Linked DNA regions of Anser cygnoides: region 1 is linked to region 2. Evidence: chromatin contacts called from public Hi-C data. All regions are on one chromosome and are shown on one strand. The core of a region is the stretch at or near the end of the contact, and the rest is flanking DNA. Distances in the headings are between cores, read along the strand shown. Region 1 holds the start of RALGPS2 (Ral GEF with PH domain and SH3 binding motif 2). Region 2 holds the start of FAM20B (FAM20B glycosaminoglycan xylosylkinase).

Region 1 (6,738 bases), core at 3,533-6,032, 170 kb before region 2:
TTCTGGAGGGTGCTACTTGCCCTGGGAAGTCATCTGCACCTTGCAGTGAGTTACTCAGAGCACAGCGTCCTGTGAAGGTTGGCTTCTGCAGCTCCATACAAAATGTGCGCTAGGCAAGCAGGTCAAAAACAATCCTGAATGAAGTTTATCTGCCTCTGATGATTGTAATAGTATGTCCCCAGCGGAGTATTTGTGGGGCTTACCTTTACTTTATACTAAACTACAATGTAATGACATCCACTTAGGAATTTACTAGATTATTTCCCTCCCTTCTGATGTGACCACTTTGCCAGGAGCTGAAAATCAACACAGCAGCAAAATTTTTGTTCATGATTGTATTCTACAAACTGTGGAAATGAGAAATTAGGTAAGACATGCACTTTCCTGAGTCCCAGCCTTTTCTGCTGACCCCTGTCTTGTCATGCACGTATCTGAAGTGAGAAGAGCCCCTGCAGAGCTGAAAGCAGACAACAACAGTGCTTTAAAATCCCCTGAGCTGAGTTCTTACTAAAGCATTAGTGTCCTTAAAGCATAAAATTATCACAGTCATCAGAGCACGAAGATTTCTGAGATGATGTGGATAAATCCAAAGGGATGCTACGCTGTCCTCACGGCCTTGCTCAGGGCTTCAGCCACAGTTGATTTTTTTTATGTTTAGTTCGATGAGTGTTGGAGAAAGCTGTTCTTGTTCTGTTTAAAACACTGAAAGCAGTTCTGTGTATTTGTGTGGCCTTCCTGTTTCCACAGCAAAGTATTCACTGGGTAATCTGGGAAGGATCTTTAGCAAGCCTCATTGCTTCTGCTTTGCAGTGGGAGAAACTGAGTCCAGGAGGCAATGTGACCTGCTCGAGGTTGCACACTGTCAGTATTTCGTGACTCCTTCATTTGTCCTGTGCTGCATCCACATCCTCAAACATCCCAGCTACAAGCTGAAGTCCCTCTGTGATAGAAGCAGTGGCCTGGTCCAAGGTTCATTTGCAGAGGTGGTGCTCTGGTTATGATGAGTATCACACTGAATGACGTAGTGGTCCAGAAACCACCGCCATTGTCCTGTTTTCTCCTCCCCATCGTATTTTCAGAAGAAAAGCACACAGTCTCAGCCTCTGTATTCTGCAGGTACCAGATAGTTCAGGCAGGATATAGGGAGCCTGTAACCATGGAAGATCTTGGATGATCATCTTTTGTCTCCTCCTAAGTCATGAATCTGCAAAATAGAACTGGATATCTTGAAAAGACTGAGACATCTGCTCCTTTTACCTCAGATCCCAAGGCCAAATGTAGACGTTCAACTGTCCAGAGTAAATCTAGCTTAATTACTTTTTTGGACACTACAATGATTTCAACTTTACGACGATTTTAATGGGGACAGCATTGTTTTTATGCTCAGCTTATGTTTTGGTATTGTCTGTCTTCAAAGATCACTGCTCATGCAATGTCAAACAAGTCATCATCACCTCTGCTGGTATGTGGAAAGTGGCAAAAATCTCCTGTCAGTAACAGCACTTTCATCCCCTAAAGCTGTGCTTTTTATGCTTTGACCCATATCCCTTTATCTCTGCACAGATACTACTTTTGTTTACCTGCCACGTTCTTGCCCTGCAGGCCAGTTTTACCGCAGTGCTCCCCAACAGAGCAGCCTTCAGGTGCAATTTCAGTGCGCTGTAGTAATTATATTTGAAGGTTAATGTTTCATGAAAATATCAAAGCATTTCTGCCCCTCAGCTTTACTGCTGACTTTGGTAAAAGCCTGGTTTTCTTTCTTGTTTGTTTGTTGTGGTCTAATAGTAGTCTGTTTGGCAGCCTGACACTTGTTTCTATCCAAGGCTTGATCTACCTGGAAGAACTGAAGTGATATATGACCTGTGGTTTTGAGAGGTGAGGGGCGACAGATTTCTTTTTCTCCCTGAAAACTCTCTTGAGACTTAAAGGAATATTTGGAGCTATGTCATCAGGCTGTATTAGGCCAAAGACCTAATCAAAGGCCAGAAAGAAGGAGCCTGGGCTAGTGCCAGAAGAGCAGAAAAGATAATATTTATCTTCTGGCTTTGCTATATGACATAGAAAAGGAAGACTGAAAAAAGCAAACAAGAAAAAAAAATCTGGCTGTAAAGAGAATCCTTTTTCTTAGGAATTTGCATGCCATATCTCTGATGGCTTTTGCTTTCCCTATGTAATGTGGAAAAAGCCACCTTTCATTTAAAAACAAAATAAAATAAAATTACTGCATTATAAAAATAAACTGCTGAGAATCTCCTAACGCGCCAATACCACTACTCAAAAAGTAGGGAGACAAGCACAGACTGAAGGAGGATGGGGTTACATTTCATCAGAGATTCTGCTGGCTTTGCTCACAGTACGCTCCAGACATTCAATTAACATGCAGAACACGGTCTTGGGTTTTCTTTCTCCCAAGATTGATGGGCAATTGATTATATCTCCAGAGAAAGGTTAGGGTTAGGGCTGTTTCAAAATATGCTGCCTCTAAATTATGCAGAAGAGGGGAGGGATGGTTGAGAAGGAACCCGTCCAATTCCCCCCGGCAATATTCCAGTTGCTGCTTGCCTGGCCACCCCAGCTCGATCAGGTGCAGGGCGTCACACCCCAGCAGGTGGTGACCGGATTCAGCAGGGGTAGGGGCTCCAAGGACGATGTATGGAATCGCCCCCGAAAGGTATTTTCAGTACTTTTAAGCTGGCTCTCTCGGCCTTGATGCATACACGACTGTAGCTGTGAGAAATGAGAGACGCTTGCCTAGCAATATGTCCTGTCTGCGCGAGGGTGGAAGACGCTATTGACAGCGTGGTGTCGCATAGCAGGGCCTCAGATTTCAAGTGTGAGCTGAAAAAATCAGGCTGCATAGGCAATGAAGACAGATTTCCTTGAGGATTGAGTGTTATTTCAAAGCACAGGGTTCCCAGACTCCCTTGGTGTTACAGACGTGTGCTAACGACGGGTCAAATTTTGAGGTATTTTGATGACAAAATGCCTGCTGAATTCAAAGCAAGGAAATTCTGACTCTTCCCTGTTGTGTTCCCGATAGCAGAAGCAATGCGGAGTCAGGGGCTCCTTGGCTGCAGCCCGAGCACAACCTTCTCTTCCAGGTTTCCTCAGGAAGCCTCATTTCACCTGTGCTGCACAATCCCCCCCTGTTCTCCAGGTTCCTGCCCCTTGGTAGACTGCCATTCATATCCGTGCGCTACAGCCTCTGTGAATTGGCCACTTCCCTTTCTCCTGTAAGTAAAACCATAATAATGCCTTCCTCGATGCATTGTACAAATTGTTACTGTGTATAAAACTAGCTTTATCTGGTTTAGTCACTGATGAGCTGAAAAATAAAATAGCTGCTATAAAACCATGTGAAATACGGGTTTTATAAATTAGATTTTGTGTGGGAGAAAAAAGGCTGGCTGTTTTTTTATGTTGTTCATATATCATTTTCAAACCTTTGTTGCTGAATGTGATATAGTTTGATAGCTAAAAATATCACACCAGTTTTGTGATGGAAAATGTTATTAACATGAAAATAAGTACGGGCATCTGTACATAGGTAAGAGATAACTAGCACGAGAGAATATATGAAGTGAATAGAAGCTTTTCAGACAGGAAGAAAGGACAATTTTGCTTACATACAGCACATTGGTTTAAAATATATTTTTGACTTTGCATACGTTTTGAGCTATTTAGCTGAAAATTAGGCACTGCGTCTAATTATGATCTCAAACCCCACGGACAAATGCTACAGGCTCAATACTTTGAAATGTAAATGTAACCACAGTAATGATACTTACGTGGGGGTAATAAAATGGTAAATATGAGACGCACCATTCAAAAGATTCAGAAAGAATACCTGGGGCAGGTAGGAAGAACAAGAAAAGTGATGAGAAATAGGATAAAGATTTTCAAAGTTTGACAACTATACATAGTCTATCTAGTCTAGAACCTCCTCCCAAAGGTCACAAATTGATGCTTCAATGCTGGCCAAAAAGCATAATGCATCTGACTGATGGCAGTACTGAGGTTTTTGGGGGTGGATGAGGTGAGGGTGTCTGCCTGACCTTCACGTTGTCACAAATTTATGCCCTAGTGCCTGAGAGTTGCTGATGTGTATTTGAGCATTAATTAGGTCAGATGTGAACTATTTAATTATTGGCCAACTAACAGAGCTGCTGCTGGCTTTAAATTTCTCAAGGTCCCTGTCATTTGAAATGTAGCGTTCCTTTAGAGAGCCGTTCTGTTCTTGAAAACTCAGATGAGAAAAACCTGCCTTAAAAGTATCCCCAGTTCTGAAAGTAGTTTCAAGAGTTATGTCAGAAGGTGGTGCCTCATCAGGGGAAAAAAAAAATAAAAAAAAGTAAAAATGTATGCATAGATGATAGAAAAGAGCAGTTTCACGCAATAGTCGCTCCTAAAATCACTGCTGTGAGAGAAGAGGCCCACATGGGGTCATGGTGCTTTCCCAGCCAGCTGGCAATTTGGGAGATGGTTGGTGAAACGTTCAAAATTTGCGGATACCAAAGAGGACAGCAATGGCTGATATAGAGAATCAGAGCAACGATTAACCCCGAGGTTAATCGTTGAAGGGCCAGGCAAGCAAGGCAAGATCACCCCTCAGGCCTGTAGCAGCTCACGCCGTAGTAGCAGCGGTTGGGCAGAGCTCTCCCTCCAGTACCTCAGCTCAGAGAGGCCAGAGCAGGTACCCAGAGGGATGGCTTGAAAAGCTTTTCATTACCACTGGGTGGAGCTGAAGCCCTTTTTGTCCAAGCTGCTCCTTTCATAACTTCCTCCTCTTTCGTAGAGAAAAATTGTGAATCAGGCTGTTTACAGATCGATCTGGAGAGCTCGTTATCCCGCTGACCTCGTTCTGCTGGAAGGGGAGGTCAGTGAGTGTGCTTCACGGGGGCTGGGGTGGGGGTTCTCCAACAGCGTGTGGTTGTTTGGGCTGAAATGTCAGACACCACCAGGACTTGGGATGAATTTGTGGTTAGGCAGTCATATAAAATCTTCGTTGTCTTTAAATGGCTACAGTATACCAGCCATAAAACTCAAACCTGAAGGAGTGAAGGGAAAAGAGCTGAAAGAAATGTATCAGGGTGAAGAATGTGTGTGTTAAATAATAAGTTTTCCTTGTTTCTCAGTTCAGCTTTTCTGTTGTAAATGATTCTGAGTGACAGCAGCAGATCCACAAGATGGGAGTTTGGATCAGACATAAGGGAAATAGGACTTGTTTTGAAACCAAATTCCCAGCAGATGGACAGGGCAGCAGGAGGGTGAAAGCAGTTGTCCAGATCACTTGGTGCTCATTAGTTGGTCTTTGTCCCATCCCGCTTAGCTGGGCTCCAGCGCCCTGTTTTCCACCTGCAGCCAGGCTCCCCGTATCTCATTCTGATTTATCTTCTCAGTGTTTTGCTAAACGCCTGCTTTTCCCACAGCTGGATCGGACTAGAGCCTAGTCTCTTGAAATCTGGCCATGTGTACAATGGCAATTTAGGAGGTTTCTGGCCCCACTTGCCCTCATTGCCCCTCTCGTGGGTGGCTGATGCACTGCAAAGGCAGCCTGGTGGGTCTTCTGTCCTGTGGCTGCCACAGATCACCCCCTGGGCAAGCAGCTTATAACACCAGTGAGCTGAGCTTCCTGAGATGTGAATTCCCCTAGTGAGGAGCTCCATTTAATGATCCCTATTGGATTTATTTATGGTGGCTGAACATCTCTATGCCTCACAGCTCTGAGAGCAAAAACCTCTTCAGCAGATACAGCCAAATCCAGCAGGGGCCATGGCTTCAAGCTTTGGTACTACAAAGGTCTGATGGCATAACTGTGTCAGAAGAAGTTACAGGTGTAGATGTACTACTGTTGACCAGCACATGCTCTTGTTACCTCTATTCATGTTGTTCAGGCCACAAAAAGACATTTACATTGCAAACAGCTGTGACTATGGAAGAACATACTGCCCACTTGAGGCTTGTTATTGCTCTTCACATGGAGGCTGCAGCCCCTTTCATTTGCAAGCAGAAGGTACTGCGCCCTAGCCCACTTTAGGCAATGTCCAGTGGAGTGATTTAAAGTGATGATGAAAACGTTTAGCAGCTTTGGTCAAAGAACATGAAAACACTCTCAGAATTTCCTTTGTGGGCCCAGCTGGGTAACTCACAGCTGGCAGACGCTCATGGACAATGGTGAGTCAGAAAATCTTCAGTCCACTCAGCCAAAAAAGCTAGATGAGGATGTCTCTCATTGGACTTGAGAGATGGGACAGTTCAGTCAGCAGAAAAGCTCTTTCTGTTGGTTCTGTTGCTAATAGGAAACCTTGCTGACATAGCTTTGCTAGTACAAGTATAGCTGTGAAGATACTATGGCATGGAAATAACCCTTGTTTTCTCGTTTGAAATCATCCAGAACATTTACAAGATGCTTGAAATTTTCCTGTTACTCAGTAGTTCCCTGACACTCTCCATCACCAGTCTTACATCTGTGCTCATCTCATTCCTTCCTTCTTTCTAAACCCGTGTCAGGACCAGCACCCATGGCGCACCCCGTTCATTGAAGACTTCTATCTCTACCTGGCACCACTCTTGAATGCACTAACCAAAACAGAGAATCATCATAGAATCACCTAGGCTGGAAAAGACCTTCCAGATCATCAAGCCCAACCATCAACCTGACCTGTAGAGTCCCATTACTAAGCCAGATCCCTGATTGCCGCATCCACACATCTCTTAAATACTTCCAGTGATGGGGGC
Region 2 (6,412 bases), core at 807-3,306:
CTGCATGCATTACATGTCCAAAGCCCAGGTCCCACCCATCTGACCCTAGCACTGAGGATCAGACCTTTTTTGACTTTATGCTGAGGGCCACCTTTACCACTTTCTAGTCCCTGTGAAGGCTTTGTTGTGGCTTCTTTCCTCTGAACAGTGACCTCGTAGCCTTTCCTTTTGCCTGAAGAGAGCACCCCAAGGAGGGCATGGGGACAGTGGCCCACAGGTTGCCATAACACCATACTGATGTGATGGGATCCAGCCCATGGAGAGATGGGGAAGACCCTGTGCGTGTAAGTGCCCCGGAACCCGCCTGTCCTGTGCTCCTCCAGGCTCTGCTTTGCCTTTGCTGCTCTCAAGTGTTAAGGTGTCCCTGCTATCTCAGGTTCTTCTACCACTCCCAGTTCACAGAATCCAAAAATTCCTCTTCAGATGTTGATACCTGTTCTTCTCACCATTGTCTTGTATGAGAGAAGTAGAGGGGGGTAGCACCTATTTAATTTGAGAGTTTCTATTTGAGGGCTTGTGCTTGGTACTTGACTTTAGTGTCACCCTGTCTGAAATTGTTTCTGTGACTTCAGCTTATTTTTTCCATTGCCTCGTGGTTTTATTTTATATAGATACCTTCTGCAAAGCGACACTCAATGCACTTTGCTGGGTCTAAGTGGTGTTCTCGACTCAGGAATTTCATTTGTACTTTATAAACCTGATTTCAGTCTGTTGCCAGGATCACACACCTCTTTGAACAGGAAGATCTGTGCAGCATCTGGTGACAGTGTGTATGTTGATTTAAAGCTTTCTCTTCCGAGCATGCAGAGATTTTCCTGGATCAGATGGAATTATTTAACAGCCTCTCTGGCCTCTTTCCCACACCAGCCCCAGCTTTGGAGGCCATCCTTGACCTGCTCTTCCCCAGTCGGGCCTCGTTCCCCAGCCCCAGATGGTCCTTGCTGCCGTGACCTGTTCAGATTTTGTTGGTAGCCCTGGTTCTGTCAGCTCTTGGTCTTCCTGGAGTCTGCTGCCTCCATAGCAAAGGGTAACGGAGCTCTTCTGCCTCCAGCTTCACAAGATGGTGGCCTGTCACAATGCTGTCGCCTCCTGGTCCCCCGTCAGCCGCCATCCCCAGCTCCTCGGCTTATCCCGAACCCAACCACTTGGCCACTTCAGACTTTAATGTTTCTATAGCTGTAGCCAAGCGCTCGACGCTGAAATATTGATGTGCTAATTAATAATGAAAGCCGTAATTGTAGTGGGGCTTAAAATTTTAATTTGCTGAGGAGTTAGCAGGGCTGCAGCCTGTAACAATGGAACTGCTCCTGTGTGTACGTGTATACGTGCACCTTTCCCTCGAGAACAGTGCCCCGTGTGGGGTGTCTGTGGAGATGGGTGCTGGGGGTGCTCGGAAGCTCAGGGCAGGAAGCCATAAATTGGCTCCGTGGTTTTTCAAAGGTGTTCAAGAGTTGTTTTTTGTTTGTTTTTTTTTAGTTTTGTATTTAAAAAAAAAAAAAAAAAAAGGTTTAAATTCCTTAGCTTAAACATAGAGGCGGGGAGGGGGAGTCCTGTGAAGAAATACATTTATTTTCCACCTCAGGCACTTGGGCTCCCAGTGTGTGTGTGTCACGGCCTGATGTTCGCAGGGGGCTGTGTGTTACAGGCTGTAGGTGAGGTAGTGCTGTGGGTGAACTTTAAAAGAGGGATATTGTAGGACTACACCACTGTTATATAACATAACATAACGCTCTATAACCCTGTTCCGTGCTGTGGGGTGTCCGTCATACACCCCGACCCCTGCCCCTATAGGGCATCCTGGGGGGCTCGGGGGGCTCCGGGCACGACAGGGTTAATCCCCTTTCCCCTTCCTCACCCCCCCTCCCCTCGGCCGGCCGCAGGTGGGCGCTCCCTCGGCCGCTGCCATTGGCGGAGGGCGGAGCGGGCCGCCCGCCGCCGGCCTATGAGCGGGCGCGCCGCGTCCCCTCGCCCAAGCGACGGCGGGCGGCCGATTGGGCAGCGAGCCGCGCGGGGGAGGCGGGGCGGCCGCCCATTGGCGGCGGGGCGGGGCCGGGCCGGCGGGCGGCACCATGTTGGGGGGCCGGCGGGGGGGGGGCCGCGGTGGCGGCGGTGGCGGCGCTGGGCATGGAGCGGGGCCGTCGGGCGGGGTGAGTGCGGCCGGGGCTGGGGAGGGGCGGGGAGGGGGTGGCGGGGAGCGGCCGGGGCCTGAGGGGCTCGGCGGCACCTGGGGGCGGGCACGGCCCTGCCCCGGGGCGGGGGGGGTTAGGGCCGTTACGGCCGTTGGGGCCCTCGCAGCGCGCCCCCCGCGGACGGCCCCACCGGAGGCTCGGTGCAGGCCCGGTGCCGCTGCCCCGCCTCGTTCCCCTCCGGGCAAGGGAGCAGGGCAGGGCGCCTCTCGTGCCCCGAGGGCTCGCCCGGAGCCTCGGGAGGCTGCGCTGCCCCTCGGTCCCCCACGCCGGCGGCTCGGTTCCGGCAGCAGCGCCGCCCCTTCACCGGTGCTCCTCCGCTGCCCGCCGTCTGTGGGGCGGAACCGGGCTGTGTCGCTCAACGTGACCGGGGCGCGCAGCCCCCGGGCGCCTTTCCGGCGCCTGCCTGACACGGGGCTGCAGCGAGCGTCAGGACGTCCAGCTGAGGATGGGGACCGCTGCGTTTCCCCAGCGCTTCCAGGCTGGACGAGGCTCCCTGCAGCACCGCCGCTTGCCTCCTTAACGCGCCCAGGTGGGACCCCAGTGCCCGGGATCCGGGCGAGGGGCAGTTGTGCCCTGACGGTAAAACCGACGGGCTGACCGGGTCCCCGCACCCTCCGTCGCGGTGACCTCAGCCCCTGCCCCTCGCCATCCCTGCGGCGCTCCCGGCCCCGTGCCCCGCCAGCTGCGCGCACGCTGCTGGCCCAGGCGGGCAGACAACTGTTGAGGTAGTGCGGCAGCCTTCCCCCGCTGCGCCCAGCCGCCGGGCTCCAACGAGCACGTAAAAACGGCTGCTGTTCTCCCAGAGACGTCTCAAATCAGTCGACGGTTCCAAAAGCTTCCCAGTGAAAAGTGCGATTATATAAACTTTGTTTCCATAGGAAACCGCGCTTGAAGGAAAGTTTTTCTGTGAGGAGAATTAATGAAGCCCGGTTTCCTGTGGCCTTGCTGGCCGCATCCTACCACAGCCATTCGTGCCTGCCTTCCACCTGCCCCCAGCCCCCTATGTTGCCCCCCTCTCCCCAGGACTGCTCCCCGTGTCCCCGGCTGCCCCCTCCTCATTGCACAGCCAGCTCCGTCCCGTGGCGGAGTTTGCCAAGTGGCCGGCCAGCTGCTGGGCAGCTCGAGGGGATGCCCTGGGTTGCCCTCGGCTCCTTGAGTTTTTTGTCCTCTACCTGGTTGGGTATTTCCGTAAAGCTCACGGAGGTAATCCTCTGACAGATGTGGCAGAAATTTAGGTGATGGGTTCTAAAGTCACTAAGGAATGTAATGGGAGCGAGGTAGACAGACAGGTGAACAAAATGAGTTTGTTTCTCTCAGTATGGGAATATCTCAGGCAGTTACTGGCGTTCACAGCTACAGGCGTGGATAACATGGTGGTTAAAGTGCTTGTGATCTTTATCTATACTCTCATGGTCAAGCAGAGATGCAGTTGTGCATGGGAAGTTCAAGCATAGACTGTCACTAAGATTTTTTCTATAGATAGTGTGGGTTTTAACAGAAAAAGCAGACAGGCAAATACACACGAAGCCTTGTGTACTGGGTTACTAAACTAGTCCACAAAGCAGCATACAGAGAGTGGAAGTGACAGAATGAGTCTGATGAATCTACGCAAAGCTCTGTGGGAACCTGGCTGTAAAGACTGAAATATTGAGGCTTATGCAGGGAGAGAAAGCAGGAGCTGCGAAGGAGCTGGCCAGAGAGGGAAGGATAGGAAGACTGATCGATCTGCTGAGGCTGAAGTACGCTTTAGGAAGAGGAAAATGTCACTGCTCTATGCGCTGTTTCTTCAAGGCATTTTCTGAGATATATTGGAGAACTTTTGAAGACCTTTTCCTAGGAGATCCTAAAGGCCGTAGGTGTGTTTAGGAAGCAAAAACATGAGTATAAATAAAAATTAGAGCATGCTTAACCATATTTATATCAGATTGTCATTGCCTGAACTATGATTTCTTGTGTCCTAGCGCTGACAGAGAGCAAACTCTTGCCCCTACTCAGACCTTTTCTGTCACTTGGAGCACAACAAAATCTTTTTGTATTGCACACAAGTGGTTTTGAGATGGCAGCTCAGATGGTCCTCTGCTAACTTTGTGGGCTGCTGACAGTAACAGGTTTTGCTGCTGTTTGTAGCAGGCAAGTTTCATGCTGCTTTTTGACCTGGGAGTGAAGCGCTATGCTGTTGGTACCCAGCGCCAGTGGGTGTGCTTTCGTTCAGGTGCTCGTGTGCACAGTGGCCCCACCGTGATATTTAGAAGATGCTGGTGTTTGGGTATGGACTGGGGAGATGTGTTACTTGCTTAGAATACAGACCTGGCTGTAATGAGAGACAAAACTGATGAGGAAATAGCCCGACAAGATAGTGAAAATCAAAGAACTTTTTGGGGGCAAACCTGGCAGTTGACTACGCTATGGAAAAGCTGGCATGGTTGTTTATTTCTGTTCTATTTTCCTAGCAGATCAGAAGTATGGTAAGATGGCAGAGAGGGAGGCGGTTTTTTTCCTGTACTTCTGTGACATGGAGGTAGAGTTTGGGTGATAAAGCAATGAACTCTTTGGATTCTGTTTTCTGTTCAATGATGGTAGCTGGAGATAGCGCTAAGCAGAAGCTCAAAACAAAAAAGTACTGAAACCCCGCCACTGTTAGAGTTAACCTGAGCTTGGTAAGAGATCAGTGTGGCTGCCCTATAGGGGGCGAAGGGCGTGGGTTCTGGGGCTGTAGGTATTGGGGTTACGCCGTTGGGTTGTTCGCTCTGGCTGGAGGCTTAAAAGTTGTTTGGCTTCTGGGAGCTTTGTTTGGCTTTTCCTTCTCTGGTGCCTTTTTGTTTAAAGAACATCTAGCATCGTTTAATACGCCCCCTGCTCCTGTGGCCATGATGTGGAACTGACTGGCTGCTTGGCCCCTTCGCTCCTTTTTTTTTTTTTTTTTTTTTTTTTAAAGGGGGGGATCCTTGCCTTGTCCTCTCACCCCTCTCCATTTCTGAGACTATTTCCTTTCTGGGTCTTCTTTGAGCTTATCACTCTCCTTTATTTTGTCACTGTCCTGGGCTCGTCTGTCCTTTGTTCTGTGGAGTTCTACTCACCCTATTTCTCCCTTTAAAATTTTTTTTTTTCTTAGTTGTTATTTCATTTATTTCTGTGGCCACCCTTTCCATCTCCGTCCTTGTTTCAGGACCAGCTTCATCCTTCCCGAGCTTTCATAATCCTCCTTGCCAATCCATCGTGACAAACGCTTGTACTTTGCTTTGGAAAGAAATTAAATTGCCCTTTTAGAAGAAATTAATTTCTTTCAAACCCGCCTCAATATTTTCTTACAGTACCCCGGTGCTGTCACTCTTAACCATCTTGAATTTAAAACAATAAAGCTTAAGTTCTCGCCCTCCGTGGTAAACTTCTTCGCGCAGGGATTGATTTTTGTTGGCTCGCTATGCGCAGCAGCGAGCATAATGCTGGCACCTCGCGGGTAACGTGCAGGCTCTGCAGCTTGTGTGTGAAATCGATTGCGTAGCAACCTCAGGGGGGTCGGTGTTTGCTGGGGAAAAGCAGCTGAGGACTCACTTTGGCAGCTGTCAGTGAGGAGTCGGATGGGGCTCACCTGCTTGCGGTCAGGGCTCAGGCGGGACGCAAGGACTGGTTGTATAACATGGAGAGAAGTGTTTGCTGAGGACTGGTTATTCAGTTACGGGAATTACTGAAACGTCTTACAGCAAATATTTAATTTCTTTTGCTGACTTCTGTCTACGTAGTTGGAGGCCTTCAGCCAAAATTCGTTTCAGAGCTGTCACGAAGGATAGGCTAAGTAAATGGCCTTTGATTTAAGCGGTGGCTCCAAGTTATATTCTCCCCTCTCCCCATGCCCCGAAGTACCCCTGGAGAAACTTAGCATTCCTGAGAAGCAGCCTAGGAAAGTGGGTGCCCAGCTTTAGCTCCCAAGATCAGAAATGTTTCTGTCCAGTGCTTTAGTCAGCCAGCCCTGGCTGTCAGGCTTTCTTAAGACGTATATGTTTACCTCTCTCATAATAAGGAGCAATTGTTCTGAAAGGAACCGTGTTCTTCTGTGGGACTTCTTACAAACTTTGGTGGATTTTAAAAATGAATGAAAGCAGATCCTGACAACCACAGTGTTCAAAATGATAGAATTACTAGTTTTAAAGAAATTAAATTACGGTCGGAGGGAACAGTTGTAGCTTGATCTGCTTTCCTTTCTTAGATTTAAGAATATTATTATT

Evidence for each region. Hi-C and Micro-C count contacts between places; a contact is called where the count stands out from the background.
Region 1: a Hi-C map of granulosa cells shows a contact between it and region 2, with 2.4 times the contacts expected there. The contact joins the promoter of RALGPS2 here to the promoter of FAM20B in region 2. A contact is called at or near these places in 3 of 7 Hi-C or Micro-C datasets (granulosa cells and liver).

The regions. Positions count from the first base shown.
Region 1 is chr8:12,738,870-12,745,607 of Taihu_goose_T2T_genome, reverse strand. It overlaps RALGPS2 (Ral GEF with PH domain and SH3 binding motif 2), which reads left to right and starts at 4,782. Exons shown (of 21, transcript XM_048073382.2): 1 at 4,782-4,876.
Region 2 is chr8:12,564,242-12,570,653 of Taihu_goose_T2T_genome, reverse strand. It overlaps FAM20B (FAM20B glycosaminoglycan xylosylkinase), which reads left to right and starts at 2,056. Exons shown (of 8, transcript XM_067001893.1): 1 at 2,056-2,147.